Linked DNA regions of Gossypium hirsutum: regions 1 and 3 are each linked to region 2. Evidence: chromatin contacts called from public Hi-C data. All regions are on one chromosome and are shown on one strand. The core of a region is the stretch at or near the end of the contact, and the rest is flanking DNA. Distances in the headings are between cores, read along the strand shown. Region 1 holds the start of LOC107951886 (COBRA-like protein 1). Region 2 holds the start of LOC107910165 (cytochrome P450 85A). Region 3 holds the start of LOC107951887 (probable methyltransferase At1g29790).

Evidence for each region. Hi-C and Micro-C count contacts between places; a contact is called where the count stands out from the background.
Region 1: a contact with region 2 is called in a Hi-C map of leaf, with 1.6 times the contacts expected there. The contact joins the promoter of LOC107951886 here to the promoter of LOC107910165 in region 2. A contact is called at or near these places in 4 of 34 Hi-C or Micro-C datasets (anther and leaf).
Region 3: a Hi-C map of leaf shows a contact between it and region 2, with 2.9 times the contacts expected there. The contact joins the promoter of LOC107951887 here to the promoter of LOC107910165 in region 2. A contact is called at or near these places in 3 of 34 Hi-C or Micro-C datasets (hypocotyl and leaf).

The regions. Positions count from the first base shown.
Region 1 is chrA07:83,340,356-83,343,979 of Gossypium_hirsutum_v2.1, forward strand. LOC107951886 (COBRA-like protein 1) reads right to left here and starts at 2,350. Exons shown (of 6, transcript XM_016887056.2): 1 at 1,475-2,350; 2 at 776-855; 3 at 66-522. The coding sequence starts at 1,577.
Region 2 is chrA07:83,068,307-83,071,417 of Gossypium_hirsutum_v2.1, forward strand. LOC107910165 (cytochrome P450 85A) reads right to left here and starts at 1,458. Exons shown (of 9, transcript XM_016837969.2): 1 at 1,118-1,458; 2 at 521-842; 3 at 288-437; 4 at 1-198. The coding sequence starts at 1,308.
Region 3 is chrA07:83,390,918-83,394,502 of Gossypium_hirsutum_v2.1, forward strand. It overlaps LOC107951887 (probable methyltransferase At1g29790), which reads right to left and starts at 1,985. Exons shown (of 1, transcript XM_016887057.2): 1 at 567-1,985. The coding sequence starts at 1,985. The coding sequence ends at 567. LOC107951888 reads right to left here. Exons shown (of 7, transcript XM_016887058.2): 7 at 2,388-3,049. The coding sequence ends at 2,792.

The DNA.
Region 1 (3,624 bases), core at 1,100-3,599, 270 kb after region 2:
ATGTGGCATACCTAAAAGAAAGTGAATATCTACATAACATTCAAGATCTTAATCAAGTAACTTACTCAAAGCTTGTGTGACTCTTCTTTTGTCCGCGGTAACAAATCTACTGGGTTTCACAATTTTCGCTGGACCACAAGTATAACCGGGCCCTGGTGCCTTCAAAGTGAAGTTTTTTGGAACTCTAACTGTCTTGTTTGTAGTTCCAGCTTGCCCCACACTCACCTGGAATGAGCTTGCTGCCGTAGCTGGATCTTGTACCCATGAGTTTAGCACTCCCCCTTTACAGCAATTCGCAATCTGCTGATTATAAGGTGTTCCTGGCAATAAATCCACGACTGTTGGGTCCTTCTTACAACAATGTGGAATGTTCCCTTTGAATCTTGAACAATCCCCTTGTTCAGTTGTTTGTCCTCCCATCATACTCCAAATCACCTCCTTCTTAGACCATTTCCAACCTAATGTCCACCCTGGTGCTTGGATGTGACGGTACTGCTGGAAGTTAAAGATTGTGACAACTGCCTGCTCATTACATCAAGAATTTAGTCACATTTTCAGCCAATGCGGACAAGAGATAAACCATATCTAAGCCAACAAGATACCCTTTTTTCTGCAACCCCTTGTTTTTTCATTTTCAGTGTTACAGTATTAGTTCAAAAGATATTTGAAATCACAACCAAGAAATACGAGGTTCTGACTTTCATACTACCCCACACTAGATAGCTAAATCATCAAATTCTAGCTTCTTACATATAACAGATGGAAGAACACTTACAACATAGCCATCAGCAGTCCAACTCATGATATCCCATTTGATTGTGATATTTCCATTAGGATCCAAAGGATCATAGGCTTCTGAAAATGAGTTAAATAAAGAGAATCATAACAAATGTATACATTTTCAATACTAATCATCCATTAAGATACATTTAGAAATAAAGAAGCAAATCAATATCAGATAATCACTAGACATCAAATAGTAGAGGTCCAAAGTTCAAAAGTTCATTTTCTCACTAAACCAATAATGCATGGAAACTGTATGATAAGACATTTAAGTTGTCTTCAAGGGAAAGGAAAGTTATGATTCTAAATAAATGGAAATTACTAAAATTTCATCATTAACTGCTAAATTTTTCCTAAACCCTTCAATCTAAAGACTACCATTTTTAATCACAGTTAGTTGAATTTCACAACTTGCTTTGTTCATTAAGATAACAAAAGAATCAAGATTTCGATAGAAAAATCATAGCCTATTATGGAAATATAATTGACAAGTTAAATCTCCGGCAAAACCAACAAAAATCCATTAACATAAACGTAGGAAAAACGACTCAAAAGACCATAAAGGGAAGAGCTTTCGCATAATCAAAGAAAACCCATTTTACCAACTTCGTTCAAGAATCAAAATACCATTTAAAAAAAAAACCCAAATATTCCAACTTTCCAGACAAAGAAAGAGAAAGTTTGTACAAACCTGTTGCAGTGAAACTTGAGAAAGAGAGCAAAAACAGAAGCAAGACGCTGAAAGAGCTTAGGTTGAAGAAAGATCTAGCAATGAACAAAAAAAGATTAGACATTTCTGTAGGATTTTAGGAGTCTTCTTTTGTTATTGACTTCGGTTCAAGATCTGTGGCAGACAGGGAAGACTCAGAGAGAAGAACGGAGATGAGTAGCTTTTTCGTCCAACAGGACATGACACGAAAGTTTAAGACTTTGAGTTTAAGTAGTGGAACACTTTAATCTCACTGTAAAACGCCTTTTTTCTTTTAAATTATGAATTTGTTTTCATTAATCATGTGATATATAACTTTAACATCAACAATCATTAAAAAAATATAAATAATTTCTTTTTCATCTTAGCAAATCACAGACTAATTTGTTTTTGTCTAATCTTGCTTATAGCATAAGGATGTCATAATTTAGTATTAAATAAACATGAATTTTAGTTCCATCAATATTAATAGTGTATTGTTCAAAAGGACCCGCCATTATTATATAAATTTAAATATAATTAAAAGAAGTATACATTTAATCAAAAATCAAATCATATAAAAAATATTTGAAAGAATTCGAACATCTTAAACATAAGTTATATTTAAAAATTAAATCATTCAATTTAAATATGAATAAAAACAAATTAATTTAGACTTAAAAAATCAAATTATCATCAACTAAATTTAATCCTCGATGTTAATTTTATATATATATATTCATCCACAACATATAATTTAAAATAAAAATGAAGAAATTAGTTAAAAAAGCAAAACGCATGATAAGGTATTGAATAATATGGCGTATGAAACACGGTGTGTGAAAGTGGGAAGAAAATGGATTATATAGATGGATGTTTGCTTGCTTGATTAAGGAGGTTTGAAATAAAGATTGGATGATGGGTGACAGTTGTTTGTGAGTTAATAGAAAATGACAGCCCCATACGCAGGTTCTAGAGGAAGCTAAGCCAGTCATGCTTGAGTCGTCGGCGACACGCAATGCTTGCTAATAGTTCGTCTGTCATTCACTAAACTCACTGTGCTGCTTCTTTTAGCTATTAATATATTCCGGGTAGGACCATCAATCCTTATGAAATGAGACAGTATGTTATTTATTGTTCTTATTCTAAAATCTTATAATTAAGGGAAAATGTAGATAATGGTCCCTCCTCCCTTTTGGAATGGACAGACCTTTTTTTAGCGGTTATATGTTTTATCATTATATTTAATATTTATTAATATATAAAATTTTTAAATATTAATATAAGAGAGAAAATATAAATTTGTTCATTTCTTTTAAATAATGTTAACCAATCAATAATAAATAGTTTAAATAATAATTTGGGAGTGTTTTTATACATTAATTTATTTAAATATTATTTTAAAATAAAAAATATGTAAAGGAAATGAGCATAGATTTTGAATTAATTTGTAACATATAAATAAATCTTTAAATACGTCATTACAAATTAAAATTAAAGTTATTTAAATGATTTTATTTTTTAAACTTTTTTTCCTTAACTATTTGAATAAGAATCTTAAATCAACCCACAGGAAAAGAGTTTGATCTTAAATACATAACTTAATGTGAAGGTTAAGATTGAACCATGTTCGATTATAAATTGTAATATCTGATTCAATATATAGTTATCACATGCATTTTTTATTTACATTTGTAATTCCTTTAAAACATACTAAAAAATATTAAATGAATTTATTTTTTTAACACTTGAAAAAAAAAGAGAATTTTATGTGATTTATTAACTCATAAAAAATTGTTAAATTTTATAATAATAAATATATAATATACTTCTAAATACAAAATATAAAAACACACAATTTTATCTTCTTCTTTTTTTTTTCTTTTTCTTTTTTTTAATTTTCCCTTCCCTCTCCTCTCTTTCCCTTTCTTTTCATTCCGACGTCCAAGCCAACCTTCCCCCAACGGCCAGCTGTCACGATTTTAGGGTCTAATATCTATAGTACCTAATGTATTTACTTTTTACATATGTTATAGATTTAGGGTTTAAATTTTAAAATTTAGCATTTAGTGTTTAGAGTTTCTCTTGAATAGGGTTTAAAATTTTAAGATTTAGTGTTAAGGCTTACAATTTTATGATTTTATGTTTGGGTT
Region 2 (3,111 bases), core at 208-2,707:
CATTGATGTAGTGGAAACAGTCTCATAACCAGAATACAAGATTGTGATTATTTGGTCAATGATCTCATCATCACTTAGTTTATGTCGATTACTGTCATCATTTCTCATCAAGTGCCCAAGCATGTCCTTGTGGGATTCTTCACTATCTCTTCTCTTTTCTATCAGTTGTCCCAATATCTTCAAAATGTTCTGTCTTGCCTGCAACATAAACATGCTGCTTGCTTCAGACTGTAAAACATGGAACTGCAATGACAAGAAAATGATATATGAGTTGCTTGTCAAATTACCTGGAATCCTCGACGATAATTGGTACCAGGGAGATCAATAGGAAGTGATAAGGTGCCTAAAACCAGTTTAAAGAACTCAGGCATGAATTGTTGAGCTACTGAACTGGATTCAGCACTGGCGATTTGCTTGAGTGATGATAAAAAGGCCATCTGTAAGGAAAGCAGATTAGAAACAGAGGAAAGCATGAAAAGCTTTGAATGTGATATTAACATATACAAATACAAAAACAGACCTCTTTGGTCTTGTCTTGGATGTTAATGACTTGGTTGTCCCAATTAGAGAGGAAAGCTCTCATGAATTCATCGATTTTGGGAAAAAGTTGTTGTCTGATCATAGTGGGGCTAATGAGGGCAAGGAGGGCTCCTCTCATTTGCTTATGGGTGGAGCCATGGACGGCTGCAATATTGCATTTTCCCAAGATATCAAGCATGGACTGTGGGTATCCAGGAACAAGCCCCTTGGCTTCATTCATTAGTATGTATCTGTTCAGCTCTGGATCCATGGAAACAACTGTAGGACATCCTAGAATATGGGATTTGAAGAAGCTGCCATACCTGCTTTTGTAATAAACAAACAAATTATATTAAAAACCAAACTAGTGTTTTTCATAAATTACCTGAATGATTTACTGTTTGGAAGCTAAATTTACAAGAAAACCCTCTTGCAACTGTTTTTAAGTGACAACAACCATGACATAGTGAAATAAAAACATCATTTACTTCCATAAAAGGAAAAAGGAGAAAGCAAAGAGGAAGCTATTTTATCAACCAGCTTTCAAATCGAGGACAGACAAGCAAGAAATAACAAAGATTTGGGGGTTTCAAATCACCTTGCTCTTTGGTTTTTCATGAAGTTAGGGCCTTGTTTGAGAAACTCAGTGGTTTCCCCGAAGACAGGCCAACCCATAGTACCAGGGGGCAGACCTTTCTTCCTGTATCTCATCTCGTTCCATCTCAAAACTGCAGTGCACATACACAGCACCATTACAAACACCCCAACAATCACCATTAAAACACCCATTGTTTCTCCCAAGAAGCTCTCTAAATGGTTAAAGGGGCTTCTTCCTCCTAACTCTAAACGAGCTCATGGGTATATATATATATATATATACGACCCCTACCTCTATGGTCACAAGTCATTGAAAGATATAGGCCAAACCATGCAGCTCACTAGGAAGGGACCCTACCCTTAAAAGACCTCAAAAGTAATCAGCAGTCCAATAAAAATTAATAGATATGCTTTTACTAAGCTAACCCCTCTTAATTAACTAATTATAGATTTGAATCTTAAAACTCTTTCACACTTAACTATGATTTTTTTAAAATAAATTGCAGACTAAGACACGATTCATTCTTCAAGATTTTGAGCATGAATGCTTGTTTGATAGTCAAGGTCAGAGATACCATCATCGATACAGTAACCATATAATTTCTTTAATTTCACAGGTCAAAATAAAAATCTAACAAATATTCAGCTTTAGTTTTATTTTTTTAATTTCTTATTCAGAATAAATCAAACCAACTTTCTGCTCCAATATCTAATTTTTGTAATTTAAATATATATAATAATTTTTTTTAATGATGAAAAAAGGTTTCTATAAAGAAATGATTTGGATATTAGTGGTATGAAAGCTAGATAAATGAAAAAAGAAACATAGTTAGGAAGTGTTTGAAGGGGCACATGCAGACCACCCTATTGGACCTAAAATTAAGTTAAAATAATTTTTTTTAAAAAAATAAAGCACACTTCCAAAGCCCAGTCCTTCACATGTCTGTCAATGAGATCTGCTCATGGAATTACAAAATAACAAAAGAAGATGCATAATACCATATAAAAATAATCACAAATTATGTGTCAAAATTTATGTAATATACATTATTAACTCTATAATATTTTAAATATGATACAACAGGTACATGGATTGTTCATCAAGTGAATAGGGGAGCTTTGATTTCATTTCCAACTGCAAGTTTATGGCACTGTATTTCCCAGAAAACTATAATATTGTGATGTTTATCTAATGCACTTTCAATTTGATATTCATTTCCAACTCCTTCTATTTTCAGGTTTTCTTTTTCAACAAAGATGAAACTTGAAACCGATACGATTTTCGATGAGATCACATGAACAATTAGCAACTATTATTATTATTATTATAAGATTTTCGGAATAAGATAAATTAATATGAGTTGTACATCGAATTTATCAGACAGTTTGCATACACTTATTAATGTCAGTCAATGATGTAACAACGACGAATGACGCGAATGAAGACGTTCCGACATGGTGACATGTTTCCCATAAACACTGAGTTTCTTCTCCTAATTAAACTCTGCTATCTTTTCCCAATTAAACTCTAATTACTTCAGAGATATTTTAGTCGTTTTAGACCTTTAAACTTAACTATGGGTCTTGTATCCCTGTTTCAATAAGACAATTAAAGATGTAGTACTATAGGGCTTTTCTTTTGGGGGTGACAAGCTGTAATAGTAGATGAGCTTTTGTGAGAGTTTTCGTGGTGATTGTGGAAAGAAATTTGTAACCCTTTCGGGTTTACTCAATGAGAGTTAGGGCTTTATTTTAGAGGTTTGAGTTTGTATGTTTAGTATGTTTAAGTTTATTTTATCCATAACGTATTCTTGTTTGTTTATTCAAGTAGTGAAAAGTCGAAGCCTCATTTGCTTGTAGTTTTTATCCTCTTCGAAAGAGTTTTTCACGTAAAATTTGTGTTCAATCTTTTCTATTTCATTATTTATACATGTTTATCTCTAACAATTAGTTTAAAAAATTGTTTGAATTTAATATTTTTAAGGTTAAATATGT
Region 3 (3,585 bases), core at 735-3,234, 320 kb after region 2:
TAGACAACCCTAATTATTGATATAAAAAGTGGTATCGAAGATTAGAGATGATTCATATAAAATGTTGAAAGTTGTTAGTTGTAATTAAGAGTGTTTTGGAGAGTTAAGATAAAAGAAGAGTGAAATTTCAGTAACGAAAAAGTTGCTTGTAGATTTCTTGAATATGACTAGACTTTGTAGAGGAAGTAGTAAAATTATGGGAGTCTTTATTGGATAGAATAAGAAAAGTCTCCAAATGGATTTTAATGTGATTTGATGGTGGTCCACGTGATATACATATAAAATTCTTCAATTGAGAAATCTAAGTGGTTATCCTAACGAGGTGGTTAGATATATCACAACTATGATATGGGGACATAATAATATACATCTTAGGTTGCAACTTATCCAGCCATTGATTTTCCTGTTTCTTGATGACATGCATGTTAGAATGAACCCAACATCTGAATTTTCTGCTTTTGTTCTGTACTTAATATACAAACCAACAAAATGGGTAAAGATCTTTTTGAAGAATAGCAGGAAAAGAAAATGCTAAAATTCAATCTATAAATTCAAGTAAATTTAGCTTATGATCGAAGTGGTTTTTCCAATACAGCAGAAAAGAAAGACTTATCCTCCAATTTATCTGTCTTTGGAACAACTCTCCACAGTAGCATCTTGTAGTGTAGCCTGGAAAATTCATCCAAATACATCTTCAACTCATCTCTTTTGCAGAAGAATCGATCCACCCAAAGAAGTCCTTTGGGTCGAAGAACACGATCCCAATCATGAAGTACAAACTGAAGAAGATCTATTCCCATCCACCCATCTAAAAATAGGGTAGAATGTACAATATCGAGTGTGTTATCAAAGAAAGGCAGTCTTGAGCCAATTGATAGGTAAAGAGGTAAGAGGCCTCTAAGTGCAATCACCTCATTAAAAGGAGCCCCTAAGTTTAGGGTAGCTGATGCAATCGTTACATTTCTTTCCTTCATTAGTGCAGCAAATGTGCCGGTTGTGGGGCTAAAATCAAGTCCAATTCTGATCTCTCCTGGCTTCAATCTAAGAACTTCATCTATGGTGAATTCAGCTGAAGTTGATTCGTTGGTTGGGATTTCCCATCCTCTTTTCGAAAGATCAAAGCAGTTTGAACATTTGAAGAAGCCTCTTTTGCCTATTGTTCCATTAGACACAAGACAGGAGTAATCTTTGCACTTGTAGTGACTCCACATAATGTTGGTGTCAGCCGGTTGAGACCAAAGGGACGAGTTTATTGGAAGTGGTTTACTGTAACGTGGAGGTGTTTTCGAGAAGCATCGTCTTCTTGGTAATGGATCGCAGCCACTGATCATAAGCTTCTGAGCGATGTCCCAGTCATCAGGGCACATCCTATAGATCTTATAACCCATAAAGCGATTTACATTTGAGGCCATGTTGGCACAAAGGAGTCCTACAGTTGGGCTAATAGCTTCCACCCCAAGGAAGTTTTTCTTCCCAATCAGTCTATTTGGTTTCAAAGCGGTGAAGTTATGAAGCTCACCTGAGTTAAAACTATGAGTATCTGATCCTTGGTTGATTTCACTTTCATCAGGGTCGCTGAAGTCTTCGTCTACACTGCTGACTTCATTTGTACCGGACGAACTGCTGTCGTAGAAATCTGATAGGGCTTCTGCAAACTTGTCTAAAGATGTGGCAATATGTAGAAGTTGATCCGCAAACGTTGTTAGTGCTTTGGATTCTGCACTTGCAACATGTAACTGCTCCAGCAGAACTCCCACTTGGCTTTGTAAATCAGCGATTTGATTCAGAAGTGAATGAGGCAAGATGAGTTGGCCTCGGGAGACACTGGCCACGGAAGTGGTGGATCTGAAGAGTAGCTGGGAATAGAAGATGTTGGAGCTTAAGATTGCAGCCATTAGGATGCTTCCAAGCACACACAGACATAGCATTACAGGAAGGGCAGCAGGAAGCCATTTTCGAGATTTCGACACACTTGGTTTCTGCATTTCTTGGTTGAGGTTGAGCTTTGTACGAGGAGCTATCAAACCATCAAGTTTTTCATTATATCCCAAGAGCTATTGAGTATTGACTTGATTGGCCACTTGGATTTTCAGGTTGTTTTACTTCCTTAACTCATCCCTAGATGTTTGACTTACAAAATTCTACTTTTTCCCCCTCCAATAGGGACAACTTGGAATTTTATTCGTCTTTGACAATCTCGAAGTGGTGAACATTGTTATTGTTAATGGCTTGATTTAATAAAGTGGCGTTTAATTGCAGTTGGTGCAATGATCTGGATACTTGGAAGCACTTTCAATGCCTCAGCAATAAAAAAATAAGCTACCATAACTTATGGAAGGATAGAAAAATGACGAGATGCATTTCACATGGTGTTTTAGAGGGGTGTATGAACCAATTGTTGCTTAGTTTAATAACATTGCTTGTAAAGAGAGAGAAAAGGTAAAAGATAATGGGCAGAAGTAGATCCATGCCACAAGAATTACAAAAGCATCATCTTCAGCTAAGAAGTTTTAACGGGTAATATCATCATAATGAATTATATTCTACGAGGTTTACAAATCTTAAGACAATTGTAAGAACTTGTTAAGCCAACAGAACATCTTTACCACAAGCTGTAGGGTAAGGGCATGTGTTTCCATCAAAGCTTACGACCAAAAAGAATGGTTAAAAGATACGACCATCGCAAAACTATAACTGGAAAACAGTCTAGAGCAGAGGTCGACGAAAACTATTAAAGATTCTGGGGTACGCACAGATTCCTTATCCTGCATAAGTTATTCAGTCTTCGCAGTTATGCACTTGGTTCTTCTTTGTCATCTTCATCATCCTCTCTATCTTCATTTTCATCTTCTTGACCATCATTTTCATCATCACTGTGGTCATTAATGTCATCATTCCCAGAGTCATATGGATCACCATGATTTCCAGCATCTTTTCTACCTAGTTTGGCATACTGCTCAAGAGATGTAGAAGGAAATATTTCACCCACTCTACCATTTTCTTTGTTGGTTGTGGTTTTTGATGAACTTTTAAAACTATTTTTATCCATCTGTTACAACAAAGTAAGGTAAGCATTAAGGCATTTGACAGAACAAAGCACCAGAAAATAACAACAGATAAAGGAATGGATGGCAATGTTGATATATGAAGAGTAACTCCAAGTACATATGTCCCACTCAGCTTAGAACTTGCCAATGCAGAGGTATAATGGTATATTGGAGGTACATTCAACATATTCAAAAGCACTGCTGAATTCCATCTGCACTGAGTCTTAGAGAGCCCAATTACATTTCTCCTTTCCTTGATGTTTAAGTTGATGACAGAATAAATGCATTATCAACCTTGATCTGCATACTGATTTTAAGTAACTTGTCCAAAAATAAATACATGCCTATTACATTTTCTCACTCAAGCAGAAGCAAGAGACGAATCATAAGAAATGCAAGAAGAAATTTTGTATGTCTTGTCAAACTAATAAAGACTGATTTGTTTATCTAATTAAGATATATCTTTTTTATGAAATAGCTAACATCCAATGGCAATTGTTGGTCTAAGATTCAAATATCCTAGCACCATCGGATCTTG